2 separate regions of the Mus musculus genome follow, and region 2 is linked to region 1. The links are chromatin contacts, called in public promoter capture Hi-C maps. All regions are on one chromosome and are shown on one strand. The core of a region is the stretch at or near the end of the contact, and the rest is flanking DNA. Distances in the headings are between cores, read along the strand shown. Region 1 holds the start of Daw1 (dynein assembly factor with WDR repeat domains 1). Region 2 has its middle 14 kb from the start of Gm34286.

What was found. Promoter capture Hi-C pulls out the DNA fragments that hold promoters and counts their contacts.
Region 2: a contact with region 1 is called in a promoter capture Hi-C map of trophoblast stem cells, with 5 times the contacts expected there. The contact joins the enhancer-like site here to the promoter of Daw1 in region 1. A contact is called at or near these places in 9 of 39 promoter capture datasets (the 3T3-L1 cell line, 3T3-L1-derived adipocytes, embryonic stem cells and 4 more), 6 of 484 Hi-C or Micro-C datasets (the AML12 cell line, the C2C12 cell line, embryonic stem cells and 1 more) and 1 of 115 datasets of contacts at active chromatin or transcription factors (pancreatic cancer cells).

Annotation. Positions count from the first base shown.
Region 1 is chr1:83,154,986-83,162,750 of GRCm38.p6, reverse strand. It overlaps Daw1 (dynein assembly factor with WDR repeat domains 1), which reads right to left and starts at 2,996. Exons shown (of 13, transcript NM_001372244.1): 1 at 2,913-2,996. The coding sequence starts at 2,952.
Region 2 is chr1:82,791,106-82,798,870 of GRCm38.p6, reverse strand. No RefSeq gene overlaps it. Among named protein-coding and RNA genes, the nearest start is that of Gm34286, 14 kb to the left of the region's middle. Within about 2 kb of position 3,435, at least 121 of the 459 cell types and tissues checked have an H3K27ac peak or open chromatin away from gene starts, as enhancers often do. A contact at or near this core is called in the C2C12 cell line, pancreatic cancer cells and trophoblast stem cells, where this site is marked.

The DNA.
Region 1 (7,765 bases), core at 1,747-4,246:
TGGGGGTGAGGTCTATAGCTGAAAAGCCTAGACTCTAGTGTGGTCTCTGACCAACAGCACAGAAGTCAGCAGGCCATAAAGTGCGAGTGACAGACGTCTCCCCTAAAGATGAGTAATGGTCTTCGGAGCAGAGAGTCTGAAATAACCATTTAGGGGATTCTGAGTGAGGTTTGCTTCCACAGATAGCAAAGAGGCCACCAAGTTGTTAACAAAATCCACTTTCGGGTTTCTGGATGGAGTTCAGGTATTTGACTTTATCTCTTCCACTGAGGAGACAGCCCGGTGTGATTAACACTTCTGGATCTCTCGGTGCTTCTCTTCGAGTACAAGGACCTCTGTGTCCCCCAACCTGAGACATAACGAGTGGATTCAGAAACATGGAGGTCAGTGGGGAATCCTAAAATGTACAGACTCCAGAGCACGGTAACAGTGAAAAGAGGAAAGGAGCTAAAGACAGAAAGGAGAAGGTCAGAGGACCTGGCGAAGTTCAAAGCAGCCTTGCACTGAAGGGAAGGGACAACAAAGGTGGCAACTGAAAGGTCAGCAGAAGTGTGAGGTAAGTGCTGTTGGCTGACAACTTGATGTATCCAATCGACTCACCCCAAAGAAAATGTCTAATGTGTTGGGAATTGGCTGCTCAGGCTTCAGAGACTACATTCCTAGCCTGAGCTCCACAGCTGAGGGATGGAAGTGAGGTGATCATTTATCAGACTCTCTCCTAGACAAACACCATCACTAGAAGCAACTTTGGAGGGAGAGGGGGTTGGATTTCTCTGGCTTATGCACCCCTATAACCGTCTGTCAGTGCAGAGAGTCCAGGCAGGAGCTCAAGCAGGAGCAGAGACAGGAGTCAGGGCAGAACACTGCTGACCGGCTTGCTTCGCATGGCTTGCTCAGCCTGCTTTTTTATACAGTCCAAGCAACTGCCCAGGGTTAGCACCAGCCATAATGGCCTAGGTCCTCCCATATCAATCATTAATTAAGAAAAAGACCATGGAATTGCTTATAGGCCAATCTGGTGTGGGGGGACAATTATTAATTGAAATGCCCTCTTACCAGATGACTCTAGCTGTGTCCAGTTAAGGGAGGAAAAAAAAAAAAACCTAACCATCACAGTGTCATGATAAATATAACAAAAGCAAAAAAAAAAAAATGCTATACAGGAAGTCAGTAAGAGATGTGGAAAAGGTAGGTTTCTCTGGGTCAGTTACATTGGCTGAAACAAAGTAAAGAGAAGCTAGGCATTGTGAGGTTTAGGGGAAGCTCTGTCCAGAAGGGAGACAGTGCATGACAGGCCTTCTTGTAAGTTTTAGAAAAATAGGTCAGAGACCTAAACTATAGAGATGGCAGAGAGTAAAGTTCTAGAAGTCGACAGAGCAGCCTGGGCCATTTCTTTCAGACTGTAGATCTTATTCTAAGCCTAACAGGAGCATACTAGGCGATTGTTGGAGGTGTTGGGTTCAGATTCTACTGGCAAACGGTAGATGAGACTCAAAGCCAAGAAAGCACTTGAGCAGACCCTGAAGTTTCCCAACAAGAGACGGACTGGGCTGGAGTGTGTCAGCAAACGGAAAGGATGCTGAGTCGAACTGGGAGGGGAAAGAGGGCTGAACCGAGAGATTCACCAAATGTTTTGGAAGTAGAGCTGATATAATTTATTGATAGATGGAAAAGACTGAGCAGAGAGGAGCAGTAAGTGGTGTCAGGGCGAGTAAAGGATTGTCTGTGTAGCTTCTGAAGAAAATAAATACAAAATGCTGAACCTATGACCTGCTGACAGGGGACAAAGCACAAAAGGAACAAAATCAGGATGGCCTCAAAGAAAGAAATAACAGCCTTGACTATTAGACATTTTGGCTAAAAAATGTTGGCTGCTTTGCTGAGGCAAACGAGACACGTGCCCTGAGATTCCTCAAGTTCACACCCTTAAAACTGTCATGCTGAAACCAGGACAAAGTGAATTCACTTACTCTACTCTGAAATCTCTGCAGTTTCTTTACCCAAATGTTTCATTGAGCCGTTGTAGTCAGCCGTTACCCTGAGCCAAGTTTTAAGGGCTTTGTTGTCAATTACATTTATTCATTTATGTTATGTGTATGTGCACACGCACACATGAGAGCCACAGAACATGTGTGCAGAGGTCAGAAAATAACTTTCCTCACTGCGGCCCTCCCCACCCCACCCCTGACCCTTTTATTTTTAATTTGAGTTTCGAGAAGCTGAGAGTTCTCCTCCTATTTTGTCCTCAACAAGTTGTATTTCAGTTATTCTCTCATGGTGAGCAAACCCCACCCCCCTCCCCAACACATAACTTATGACCACCAGAAAAGCATACCCTACTCTAAAACAGCAGCATTTCGTGGGCTTATTCACAATCACCACGTTGGAATCAAGGATTCTGGCCTTCTTTAAAGGCACATGGCGAGGCGCACAAAGCAGGTTACCTTGGACGTTCATATCATAAACTGATTTCCTACTGCAGCAAACTGGAGAGTGTGACAAAGGTGGCGCGCTCAGTGGAGTATGAGTTTTTCTTTTCATGTGTCCTTCGCTTTAACTTGATCATTAAGACTTTAAAATAACAGTAGATTCATCTCTGTTGTTCCAGAAAACACTGTCCCAGGGTGTCACTGTTCACTACCCCTCGGCCCCTCCCTCCTCAGACTCATAATTTACTAGAAAGCATTTAAAAGTTTAAAGACTTTCTCAAAGAGTCACATAAAGGACTTTAAGGAACAGTGGTCGGCAGCGTATGAAAAGGTGGGTGACCCAGACTGGGGAGCTCTAACTACCTGTCCCAATTGGTCACTGAGACCCGGCTACTCAGAGCCCTTCCTCGAGTCCCCGCCCCCTCCTTCGTCCCAGACCATCCCAGAAAGGGAAGCCAGGGCCCACTCGTGGGAACCCCGTACCTGGTGGGTAATAGCGAAGCAAGAGGCTCTTAAGCTTCATTTTCCTACTTTCCTACCCTGAGGGGCTTCGTAGCCATGGAAACTAACAAACAGCAGTAGGACGCTAAGGCGCGTGCGCAAGTTTTTCTGGGCGGGTACAGGGGAGCCCAGCGGCAGCCCAGAGCTGGGTAAACTCAGCTTGCCGCTCAGCCATAGCTTGCTGTAGCAAGCTATCTGAGGAGCAGCCAGTGTGTCCCAGTTTTGACATTGGTCCACCACATAGAAAAGAGTTAATTCTTTAACTGTTTAAATTTTCTCCAAATCGACTGATTATCTTAGCTTCTTTTAGAGTGTGATAAAAAGAGTAGTTGTGGAAAATAAAATGTTCATACAGTTTTCAATAAAGAGCAAATACAATTATGCAATTTTTTTAAATATCCCAGAAATTTATTTGATGTTCGCTTGAATACATTTTATATAGAAAGATTGTGATTGATTGTTTGTGTTTGGAGCCTCTGGTAAATCTCTGAACCATAAGGGTGCCATTCCAGAGACATGAGCAATGGAAACTGTAAGCCCAATATTAGGACTGCTGTTGAAGATTTGTCTCTGGTCAAATCAAGCCACTCCCTTAGAAAAATACTTGAGGTGTTAGAGCCACTATGTGAAAACAGCTGACATGAAGGAGGGCATTTAGATTCTGGCTTGTTGAATACTTAAATACTTGGAAATAAAAATATTCAGCTTTCAAGTTTCCAATACTGGAAAACTTTCAAGTCTAGGGTTTGCAGCCAGGAAGGGCTGCCTCGTACTCTGTAAATTGGACTGTTTTCCAAAATGTCATCTTCAGCTTTGGCTTCCATTTCTTCTGCATCGTCATCTCCATCCACTTCTGCATCTTCTCTTTCAAGCCGTTCCAGCTGCCTTGCACGTTCAGTCTCATCTGTATCTGTGACCACTTTGGGCTCCATCTGAACACTGAACACTTCCCTCTTTTTTTAATTAGATATTTTCTTTATTTACATTTCAAATGCTATTCTGAAAGTTCCTTATACCTTCCCCGCTCCCTGTTCCCCTACCCACCCACTCCCACTTCTTGGCCCTGGCATTCCCCTGTACTGGGGCATATAAAGTTTGCAAGACCAAGGGGCCTCTCTTCTTAATGATGGCCGACTAGGCCAACTTCTGCTACTATGCAGCTAGAGACACGAGCTCTGGGGGTACTAGTTAGTTCATATTGTTGTTCCACCTATAGGGTTGCAGACCCCTTCATCTCCTTGGGTACTTTCTCTAGCTCCTTCTTTGGAAGCCCTGTGTTCTATCCTATAAATGACTGTGAGCATCCACTTCTGTATTTGCCAGGCACTGGCATAGCCTCACTCGAGACAGCTATATCAGGGTCCTTTCTGCAAAATCTTGCTGGCATATGCAATAGTGTCTGGGTTTGGTGGCTGATTATGGGATGGATCCCTGGGTAGGGTAGTCTCTGGATGGTCCATCCTTTCATCTTAGCTCCAAACTTTGTCACTGTAACTCCTTCCATGGGTGTTTTGTTCCCTATTCTAAGGAGGAATGAAGTATCCACACTCTGGTCTTCGCTCTTCTTGAGTTTCTTGTGAACACTCCCCTCTTCTCCTCAATCTTCTCTTTGATGACTGCCATAGCCTGATTGAGGACAGAGAGACTATGTCATCCCCAGTGTCCTTCTTTTCATCACATACCTGGGCAGAACTATTAGATTAATCTTGATGGGCATGGTTTCTGTAGAACAATTCAAACCTGCCCTCAGGGCTTCTTTTACAGCATCATTGCCTTCATAACTATAGCAAGTTACTTCAGTATCTGCTGTCATAGTCCACAAGAGAGGATACAATTCAGAAAGTCCTGCCCACAATGCATTATTTGACCCAATCCAAAAGGCAGCACTGCCCCCACCCCATTCTCTCTGGGTCAGCTTTCCGTTACTATAATAAAATACCTGAAAGGAATCAACTTAAATGATGAAGGGCTTATTTTGGATTATGGCTTTTGAGGTTTGAGTCTATGGTTGACTCGGTCACTTTGGGGGTCTATCCTTGAAACATCACAGCATGTTCTACAGGAGGCTATCCACCTCATTGTGGCCAGGAAGCAAACAGAGGGAGGGGACGGGAAAATTAAGGGAACCCCTAAATGTTCTCCTTCTTCCAAGTAGGCCCCAATTCCTTTAGCTGCTACTAATTCCCAATAGACAATTAAGCTGTGACTCCCTTAATGGTCAATCTATTGATGAAGTTAGAGTCACCCAGTCACCTCCAAAAGACCCTGTTTCTGAACACCACTACATTTGGGGCCCAAGCCCTCAATACATACCTCTTCAAACCCAAACTAAACATACCCTTCAAGTTGAATCCCAATTTCTTCAGGGCCAAGACCTCCCAAGAAGTCAACAGGCCTTTACCTTGGTCTCTGTATGAGAACAATTATTCAGAAATGGCACACTGAGTTCTATTCAGTTTCCAAAACCATAGTAGTCCTTCCAAGGACCTCTTATATTAGGGACATTAGGGTCCTAATTCAACAAACCAGAACCCTTGACAAATGTCCAATCTAAGTTCTCATATGCCATTTTCCTAGAAAACTATTGTCTTCTAGTTGTGTACAAACAGGTCATTAAATAAAAAGCAGGTAGAGTGTCAAATGGACTCAGATCTCTCTTGGCAGTGGCTCAAATTGAGGTTAAAGTTGACTTACTGCTTACTCATTACCAGAAGCCACAGGACCAGTCTCTCAACCAGTGTGCAAGTATGCAGAGTTCTTTCACCTCCAGTGTGTTGAGCTATGAGTCACACACACACACACACACACACACACACACACACACACACACGTGCACACACTGCCCAGATGATGGTCTGCATCACAGTCTGTGGCTTAGTGTGGCTTTCTCACAGGGTGACATTACCACCCTTCATGGATGGAACCCTCAGTGGTTTTGTGCAATTCCTCAATAGATGAGCAATCGGCATTGGCAAGGACTTCTACAGAATGTAGTGTCTGACTCTAGGTCTGTCCCCTGCAGTGGGCTGACTATCTGTTCCACTCTCTCCAAATATCCTATGTTCAAATTCTTACCCAAAAGGGATAGTATAGGAAATGGGGCTTGGGGAACTACTTAGTTCCTGAGGGTAAGGCTGGTATAAAGGATGCCCCCAATGGGCTCTGCAATCCTCTTTCTATGTAAGGATACAGTGGGCTGTTAACAACCTAAAACCCACAAGAGAGACTCACCAGAACTGACTAGAGGGTCACCCTGCCCTCAGACTTCCTGCCTCCTGAATCATATGGAATCCATTTCTATGGTCCGTGACACTTTATTGCAGCAGTCTGAACTGAGATGTTCTTGTGGGGACCAGCCTTGAGCAGTCAGTAGCCTTAGTTTCACTCCTCTAAACCAATCAAGCTAGACAAGTGAAGGTACTGTGGCCTTCAGTTCTCACAATATAGTCCAGGCATAGAAGCAACAAAATTATCTGGGAATCCTTCAGAAAATTTTGTTCTATGCTCATTTCCTATCTTCCTACACTTGCTGAGCAAATTTGTTGGTAATAATCACAAAGAATGAAGTTTGAGATTGCATTGGTTTAATAAGTTTGACTGAAGTAACCCAAACTGAATGATTCAAGCTGGGTCCTATCTTCCACTGTCAGCCCTTTTCTGTACTATATTCATAACAGGTCAGAGTATAGTTACTTTTCTGTTTCTGTGACCAAGGCAACTTACAGAAGGAAGGGTTCACTTGGCTTATGATTCCAGAGGGAGTCCCTCACCATCATGGTGTGAAAGGGTGGCAGTAGGCAAACATGGTGGCAGAAGCAACAAGCTAGAAGCTCACATCTTAAATCACAAGCATGAAGAGAAAAATAGAGGAAGGAGAGAGAGAGAGAGAGAGAGGGAGAGAGAGATAGGGAGGGAGGGAGGGAGAGAGAGAGAGAGAGAGAGAGAGAGAGAGAGAGAGAGAGAGAGAGAGAGGGAGGGAGGGAGGGAGGGAGGGAGAGAGAGAGAACTAAAAACTCTAGGATTCTTTAAACTCTCCAATCCCCACCCCCAGTGCCAGCAAGGCCACACCTGGTAGGCCTCCCCAAACAGCACCAGCAACTGGGAACCAAGTGTGCAAATGCTGTAGATGATGGAGTATAATCTCTTCTTCAAACCACCAGAGAGAGAGAGAGAGAGAGAGAGAGAGAGAGAGAGAGAGAGACCTTATCTTCATATCTGAATGAGCCCCCCCCCAAAAATACATAGGAAAAAATTGGAATTCATTACATAGCTGTGCTCTAGATATCCCAGTAACTGACAAATTGGACACTCTCCCAGTGGACACAAGCTGGGAGAGTGATAAGGTCACCAGGATGGTAAAAGTGGGGGAGAGGGTCATTCCTAAAAGTGATAGAGGGAGAGAAAGGCAAGGAGACAAAGGCAAGAAGTCAGGGTAGGCAGCAAGGGTCTAGCTCAGCACTGATGGAGGACAGACAGAGCCAAGTTGGAGTACAGCTTCATCTACAGTTAGGTTTTGTGGAATCCATTTGGACCCTTCTTGAGAGAGACCTGCATCAGCAAAGAGTCTGCACCACTGGGCCTTCATTGAGAGCAGTAGATAAAAGACAGCCTCCATCTTCTGTTGGAGAGGAAGAGAATATTGGACATTAAAAGCCACACAGGGAAGGTGAGCTATGCACAGAAACTAGAGGTGGTCTTGCTCAATGGGCCTCAGAGTAGAGGGACCGCTTAGTCCCAGAGTACATGATATCTTGTTACATTTTACCACTTCCTCAAGTGTCCTTCCTTGCACTCCGAAAGCAAAACTCAGAAACATCTGATCTTACCTGGAGCTT
Region 2 (7,765 bases), core at 2,186-4,685, 360 kb after region 1:
GTGTTGGGTGACTTCAAGATACAAGTGTCCATTCTAATAAGTAAGACTGATTGTTCCTCTCCTTGCTATGGTCTATTTGTCCAACTCTAGAAGGCAATGGAATGGCTTCATTTTCCTATCACATTTATCTCTGGGCCAAATGTCCAAGCAATAGTACATGTCTCCCACATTTATGAGTGATGACCAGTTTACCATAAACCCAAACTAAGGAAATATCATTATGAGAAATGGCTAAATTATGAAATCTGTACTTATTTGAAATACCATTTCCTAGTGACATTTCCCTTTCGGCTGCCTTGCTCGGCATTAATGTAAGAATTATTTATGACTTGGCATTTCCTCGCAGCAGCTGCCCACAGGTCAGAGCAGAACGGAAGGAAATAAAAGAGCCTTGCTGGCTGTACCCAGTGCACATCAGCACTCGTGGCCAAGGCCAGGCAGCAAGCTCCTGGGGAAGGGCAGGGTACAGGATGCTCTGGTGTCCTTGGAGTTCAAACCCTGACTTTGGAGTATACCAGCTGTATGACCTGAGATAGTCATTTTACCCAGAAGTCAGCCCATGATGTGAAGGGCCATCTGGGGAACACTTATAGCTTTGCTCACCATATAGCCTATCACCACTCTTCAGTCACAAAAATGCCACTAGCCTTCATGAGCATCCCCTTCCCCTTACACTGCTTATTCTGTGGTCCAGGTCCCCCTGCCTACCAAACAAGTACTCCAACACTAAGCTACACCCCCAGCCCACTAATCTCTTTTTATAAAGTGCAAAGTCTATGGGATCCGATCTCACCAGATGACTTTAATTACTTACTTGTCTAAACAACAACAACAAAACCCTACCATGGGGTAATGGTGGTCTATGCCTTTAATTCCAGCTCTCAGGAGGCAGAGGCAGGTGTATCTCTGAGTTCGAGACCGGCCTCATCTTCAGAGGAGTTTCAGGACAGCCAGGACTACACAGAGAAACTCGTTTTGAAAACAAAAGCAAAAGAAACAACAACAACAACAAAACTGTACCAAAGCTAGACATTGGGGACACATGCCTGTAATCCCAGCACTTTGGAGATAGAGGCAGGAATATCAGGAGTTCAAGGCCATCCTAAGCTATGCAATGTATTTATGGCTATATGAAACCCGGTCTCAATCGCCTGCCCCATCTCCTCAGAGTTCCTGAAGTAAGGATTTCAACTTATTAACTAGTAAATAACTAGAGTTAGTGATATATATTACGATTTGACTATTTTTATATAGACATTTTTATATATGCATATGTGTGTATACACATAATACACACATGCTTTACACATAAACTTGTTCTGCGGTGATTCAAGCTCAGAGCACGTTAGGGAAGGACTCTAGCACTGACATTATCACCTCAACTCACCTTTATGTTTCATGTGTGAGAAACCTCACCACCCAAATTCATGTTAGTTCTTTCTGGAGATGGGGGGCATTTGCTCAGATTGATCAGGTCTGCCCTCCTAAATGGATTAGCATGTTTGTGGGTCAATGGATCATTGGAGGAGTGACTTGTGTAACACTACCCAATATGTTTGCTGTGTCACCCTTGTGCAAAGCTTTCTGCTGTGTCATACTGCTGACATAAGAGGAAGGCCCTTCTTACCGGAAGCCCCGTGGATGCCGAGCCTCTGACATCGAACTTCCCAGCCTCCACCACCACAAAGTGATCTGAACCTCTTTTCTTAGTAAATTCCCAAGCTTTAAACATTTTGTTACAGTGTCAGAAAGCAGACCAAGACAACACAGAACATTTGCTAAGGGGACAGACAATAGGTCCTTCTACCATGCTCTAGCCTCTGTGAGATAATGGATGTGCTAGCTCAACTGACTCTGAAAACCATTTCGCCTGGGTAGATGTGAGAGGGAGCAAAGACATAACTCAGCTTCTTGCATAGCATGTACTCGCGAGTGCGTAAAACTTGCTCCTGTGAAGCTTGACAAAGGCAGACCCCCCATGGGAGCCGGGGCAACAAACCTGGATGCTTCCGCCATGCAGGCCCTGGGGTATGGACTGCAGGCCAACAACCTCCCTTCCCCTCCTTCCCACCCCCGTTTACCTTGCTCACACCTGATTTTTTTTTCAGATTTATTTTAATGTATTTGTATATACATATGGCGGGAGTGGTGGATGCGTACATGGGAGAGAGCACTTTGTGGAGACCAGAAGAAGGTAATACCCTTAAGGCTGGAGTTACAGGCAGTTTGTGCATCTGAGTTACAAGCATTGGGTGCATCTGTTGCGGATGCTCAGAGTTGAAGCCGAGACCTTTGAAGACCAGTACACACTCTTCACCACTGAGCCGTATCTTTGGAGCCTGACTGTTGGCTTTGGTTTCCTATACAGATGGAGTTTCACTATGCTGTAGGCTGGTCTCAAACTTCTGAGCTTAAACATTCCTCTCACCTCTGCACCCTCCCATCGGTCTTCCCAAGCCATACGCTGGGATTCCAGCTGTAGGCCACCACATCTCGAGTTTGCACAGGAGACTTCCTCCTGCACGAGCATTTCCTCCCTGGGCTGCGTCGTGGCCATGTGGCAACGTTTCTTCCTTTGCTTCGCCTGTCTCTGCTTGCTCCTTCCCTCTCCTTGTTGCTGGCACCGGCTCTTCTGAGTCAGACAGTGCTGGGCTTCTTCAGGCTTGGCAGATAATTCTTCCTAACGCTATCTCACCTCTGGCTCGGGTCTTGACACTCATGCCTGCTGAACACACGGTTCCTCCCATGAGCTCCTGGTTGAGACATCTTCCTGGACTGAGTACTTTCTGAAATTCCTATTTCGAGTCCTGGCGGTTTACTGTTTCCTTGGCTACTAAAATCTCCTAAGGTAAACTGCTCTTTCCTGTTTCTGCCCACAGACTAGGGGATTCTCTTATAAAGGACTCTCTAAACATACCATGTTCTCATTGTTTTGAATTAAAACAAAACAAAAACCTAAAATAGCACCTTAAGGAAGGAAGGGTTTATTCTGGCTCGAGGTTTGAGGGCCCGTCTATCCCAGCAGGGAAGTCACAGCTGCGGAATGCGAGGCAGGTCACACCTCATCTACAGTCAGGAAGTAGAGAGATGGTCCCTGACTCTCAGATTGCTTTCTGTTTCAGCATCTGGTCTAGGGTCTCAGTCTATAAGACAGTGCTTCCCACATCTGGGGTGAGTGTCTCCTGTACATTTTTTTTTTCACCTGAGCACACCATGGATTCTGCTACGCAGGAGGATTCCAACAAATGTGTACTAAATGGAAGACCCTTGGTTAATTGGACCCTCCAGGAGACTATGCATTGCTTCAGTTCAGTTCTGAGCACTTTGAACTGGGCTCTGGTTACTTACAAATGTCAAGGCGGCCTCCTCTCAAAGTTCAGCTGCTTCTCAAGTTTCCATTTCCCCATAACTGTCATCAGTTGACAAAACTGTAAGTCTAAAGCATAGTTATTTGATGAGTCATGAACCCCACCTAGAGTGTTGTTGTGGACACTGGGCCTCACATAGGTAGAGGTTTCCTAAGCTTTTAATAAATATTTTTAATACCTGCAAGTGAGGTCATGTTTTAGTAATCGGATATCTCTATGCTCAGGGAGCTCAGACCATTCATAGTCTGGGTTGGGTAGTTAGTGACACATATAAAAGATGGTAAAGATAAATTAATCCAGGAGCTGGCAAGGTGGCTCAGTGGTTAAGAGCACTGACTGCTCTTCCTGAGGTCCTGAGTTCAAATCCCAGCAACCACATGGTGGCTCACAACCATCAGTAATGAGATCTGACGCCCTCTTCTGGTGCATCTGAAGACAGCTACAGTGTACTTAGATATAATAATAAATAAATCTTCTGACCAGGGTGAGTGGGACAGACCGGAGCGAGCAACCTTCATTCCTAGCAATCACATGATGGCTCACAACCATCGGTACAGCTACAGTGTACCCATATACATTAAATAAACAAACAAATAAATAAATAAACAAATAGATCTTTTAAAAAAAGATAAACTAATCCAGGTGAGAGCATTGAGAGAAAGGGCAGGTCACATGACTGTTGAGCTATGGGGGTGAGGGAAGCTTCTATAGAAGACAACAGGAAGTAGGACCTGCAGTGTCTGGGAAGCAATAGGAAAAAAATGAAACTCTAGGAAATCCCCATTCTCTCCGATGGGCTTGAGAGAGGAGTCATTGAATTGGTTTTTACTTGGCCTGCCTATAGGGGTGGGAGAACTGATCAAAAGACAACCAACTTGGAATAACCAGAAGCAAACGAGCATATGTGGAAACTTCAAGGATCACACAGACACTGCATGGCAGACCTGTGCCCACAGGCCAAGGAACTACGCAGATAGGGTAACGGACCGATCTGTGTCCCAGCGACAGCTCCTTCCTTTCTGTACTGTGTCTTCTCTGTAAATATCAGGAGTGGTTGCTTGGAGTTCTTGCCCTCATAGGCTGGACTTCAGGAAAACTCTAAAGGCAGTATCTTCAGACTCAATAATACCTGCCCAGCAAAATTCTAAACACGATACCTTGGGCTCAATAGTATCTGCCTAGCAAGCTCATGTACCCCCTCATGGGAAGGAAGGAGCAGGCAAGAGGCACCGGTCTCCCACAGAGAATCCAGACAGCCTGCAGAGTCCATAAGCCCAAACACACGGGCTCCCCATCCCTTCCCACAAGCCCTCCAAGTAGAACAGCTTGCTGAAGGAGGAGGTGGGTCCCTGCTGTTACAAAAGACACTCTAAGCTGCCTGAGGCTACCAAGAATTGTCAACCTATAAATAAAGTGTTCAGACAAATGGCTCAACTGTGAAACGCAGTTGAAAAATTAGTGAGGGTGTCATACTAAGATTTAGGAAGCTGAGTTGGTTTTGTTGTTGTTAGTTGTTTTTTTTTTTTTTCAAAGCTTTTAATTGTTCATTAGACCCCAAGTTAACAGTTAGCTGCTGCCAGCACAGCAGGGGACATGCACACAAGAGTGGATCCCATTCTGTAAGCCAAGATGAGAAATTACACACTGTTATTCATGAACCAAGGCAGGTCCCTTACCAAAGGAATGAGACTCTTCTCTCAGACACCCAAGGGTGTCAGATTTGCACAGTCTAGTTTCCACTAAGCTAGTAAAACTAATCAAAGCAATTTTTCAATGCAGAAACTTTGCATTGTTTGGTGAACTTTTATTTACTTACTCATTTATTTGATATGTTCATTATGTAGTATAGACTAGCCTTAAACTCTAGCGCCTCCTGCCTCAGCTTTACACCATACCTTTCTTTGTAAAAACATCTAGGAAATCTCACAAGCTGTTGTGGGTCCAGTCAGCTCCTAGCTGCAGGAACAGAACACATGTGTTGTCTTCCTAGATCCAGCCAATGTCTTGATTGCCCAATGTGTCCTTGACTGTATTGTGCTATATGTCCAGTTGCATCTTCAACTTTTTTTTTTTTTTGAGTCTTCATAAGCAAAAATCTTGCATACAAAGGTCTCTGTCCTCTCATTTTCAGGACTGAGGCCCTTCTCAGTGTGAAAGGGAAAGGACTAGTGACTAATTGATATGATTCATGGAAGAGGAACTAGACAGTAAGGGACAAGAAATATGCTGTATCAGACTCTAGAGAACCGAATCACAGTGCAAACATGGTTCTCTTAGTCAGACTGATCTTCAGCAAATCCCTACAGAACCAGGGCTTTCCTTTCGTTGGGCCTAACAAGCTAATACACTTCGTACAAACTGATGTATATTTGATATATTGCTTTTAAGAATTCATTTGGATTTAAACAGGAAGATGGTCTCAAAGACGCAGACATCTCTGTAATCCTGGCACTGGGAGAATTGTGAGTTCAAGGCCAGTCTGAGCTGACTGTTGAGTTCGAGGGTGGAACGCTCACTTAACATTGTTCCCTAACTTATTTAGAGACAATCTTTAAAAAGGACTTGAGACCTAGCTATGCATGGTTGACACCTTTGGTAGAAATCAGGTGACTGATGAAAAGGGACAACAGAGCATCTTCACTGTACATTTAAACCTATGCGAAAACAAGTTTACAGGCAGTTGTGAGCTGCCTCATGTAGGTGCTGGGAACTGAACTCAGGTCCTCTGAAAGAACAGTGTAAACTTAACCACTGAGCCACCTTTCCACCCTGGTGGATTTTTATGTATGTGTTTGTATGAATGTGAGTGTATGATATATGTGTTTGGGGGTTCGCAGAGGCCAGAAGATGCCATTAGATCCCCTGGAGCTGGAGTTACAGGCAGTGATGCTGGGAACCAAACCCAGGTCCTTTGGAGAAGCGGTACTGGACCTTAACCACTGAGCCATCACTCCAGCTCAGTTTGAAGTCTTTGACATTTGTAGGAAGTGTGTGATCTACTCACAAATAAGGGACATTAGAAGTGTATAGAAGGCTGAGGAGATGACTCAGCAGCTGAGAGCAGTGTATAGAAGCCTGAGGAGATGACTCAGCAACTGAGAGCACTTGCAGCACAAGTATGAAGACCTAAGTTCGAGTCCCCAGAACCTATGAGAAAAGCTGAACGTAGCTGCCTGCTGTAATCCTGCACTGTGGAGAAGGTGGGCGGAAGATGCGAGGACCCATGGGCTTACTAGTCACGTGACCTAGCCCCAGGCTCAGTGAGAGACCCTGCATCAAGGGAGTAAGATAGAATGTAATAGAATAGGACACTCAAAATTTTCCACTGGTCTTAGTACATGCAAGCTCAGGCACATATACTGGTACATAGGTGAACATACAGCCACATACACATATACCTGTACACATACATACCTACATATATCACACATACACACCATCACCACCACCACCATCACACATAAGTGCACAAGGACAAAAAACCCCAAAACCCAAAACCCAAACAACCAGAACAGCTACTCATAGGATACATGAAGAATGATTTTAGTGTTTGAGGTCTGTAACCACAGCTACTGAGGAGGCCAGGACAAGAGGATGACAAGTTTAAGGCCTGCTTATTTGGTAGTGAGGCCAGTCTGGGTGAGTAAGTGAGACCTCTTCTCAAAATAAATGAGTAAGGGCTGGAGGGATGGCTCAGGGGTTGAGAGCACCGACTGTTCTTCCAGAGCAGTCCTGAGTTCAAATCCCAGCAATCACATGGTGGCTCACAACCATCTGTAATGAGGTCTGATGCTCTCTTCTGGTGTGTCTGAAGACAGCTACAGTGTACTCGTCTACATAAAATAAATCTTTTTAAAAAGGAAATATCTATTTTTTAAAAATCAGTGATAAAAAGAGAATAGAGGGTAGGTTCCGGGATAGGGATGCTTACAAATAATGTGTGAAGCCCGAGGTCCCCCAAATAAATCCGAAATCTTTACTTTTTTTTCTATTATAACTACCCTCCCTTCCCTCTAAAGTAAGAAATTCTTTGAAGGCCTGAAGAAAATGAAGAATTAAACTCTTCCTGACAGGGAAGAGGGAGTCTGGAAATTATGCTTGATGGGTAGAATGAGAAATCCTGGCAAGGGGCTGGGCGCTGACAGGCGAAGAGATGCATGTCTGACAGGATTTGGACTGTTCGCAGAAACTGAGACGGAGCAATTATGCAAAGCACGCTGAGAGAGCTGTCTTCCTCACTGTCAGCTTTCCGACGATCCCAAGCAAGGACTAGTCGTCACATCCAGCTTCCATCCCCATCCTGTGTGCGGTAGGGCCTTTTCTCATTTCTTTGGAATCAGCTGACACAACAGTCGAAAGTTCACTTACTCCGAAGAATATGGCAATGCCTGGGTTCA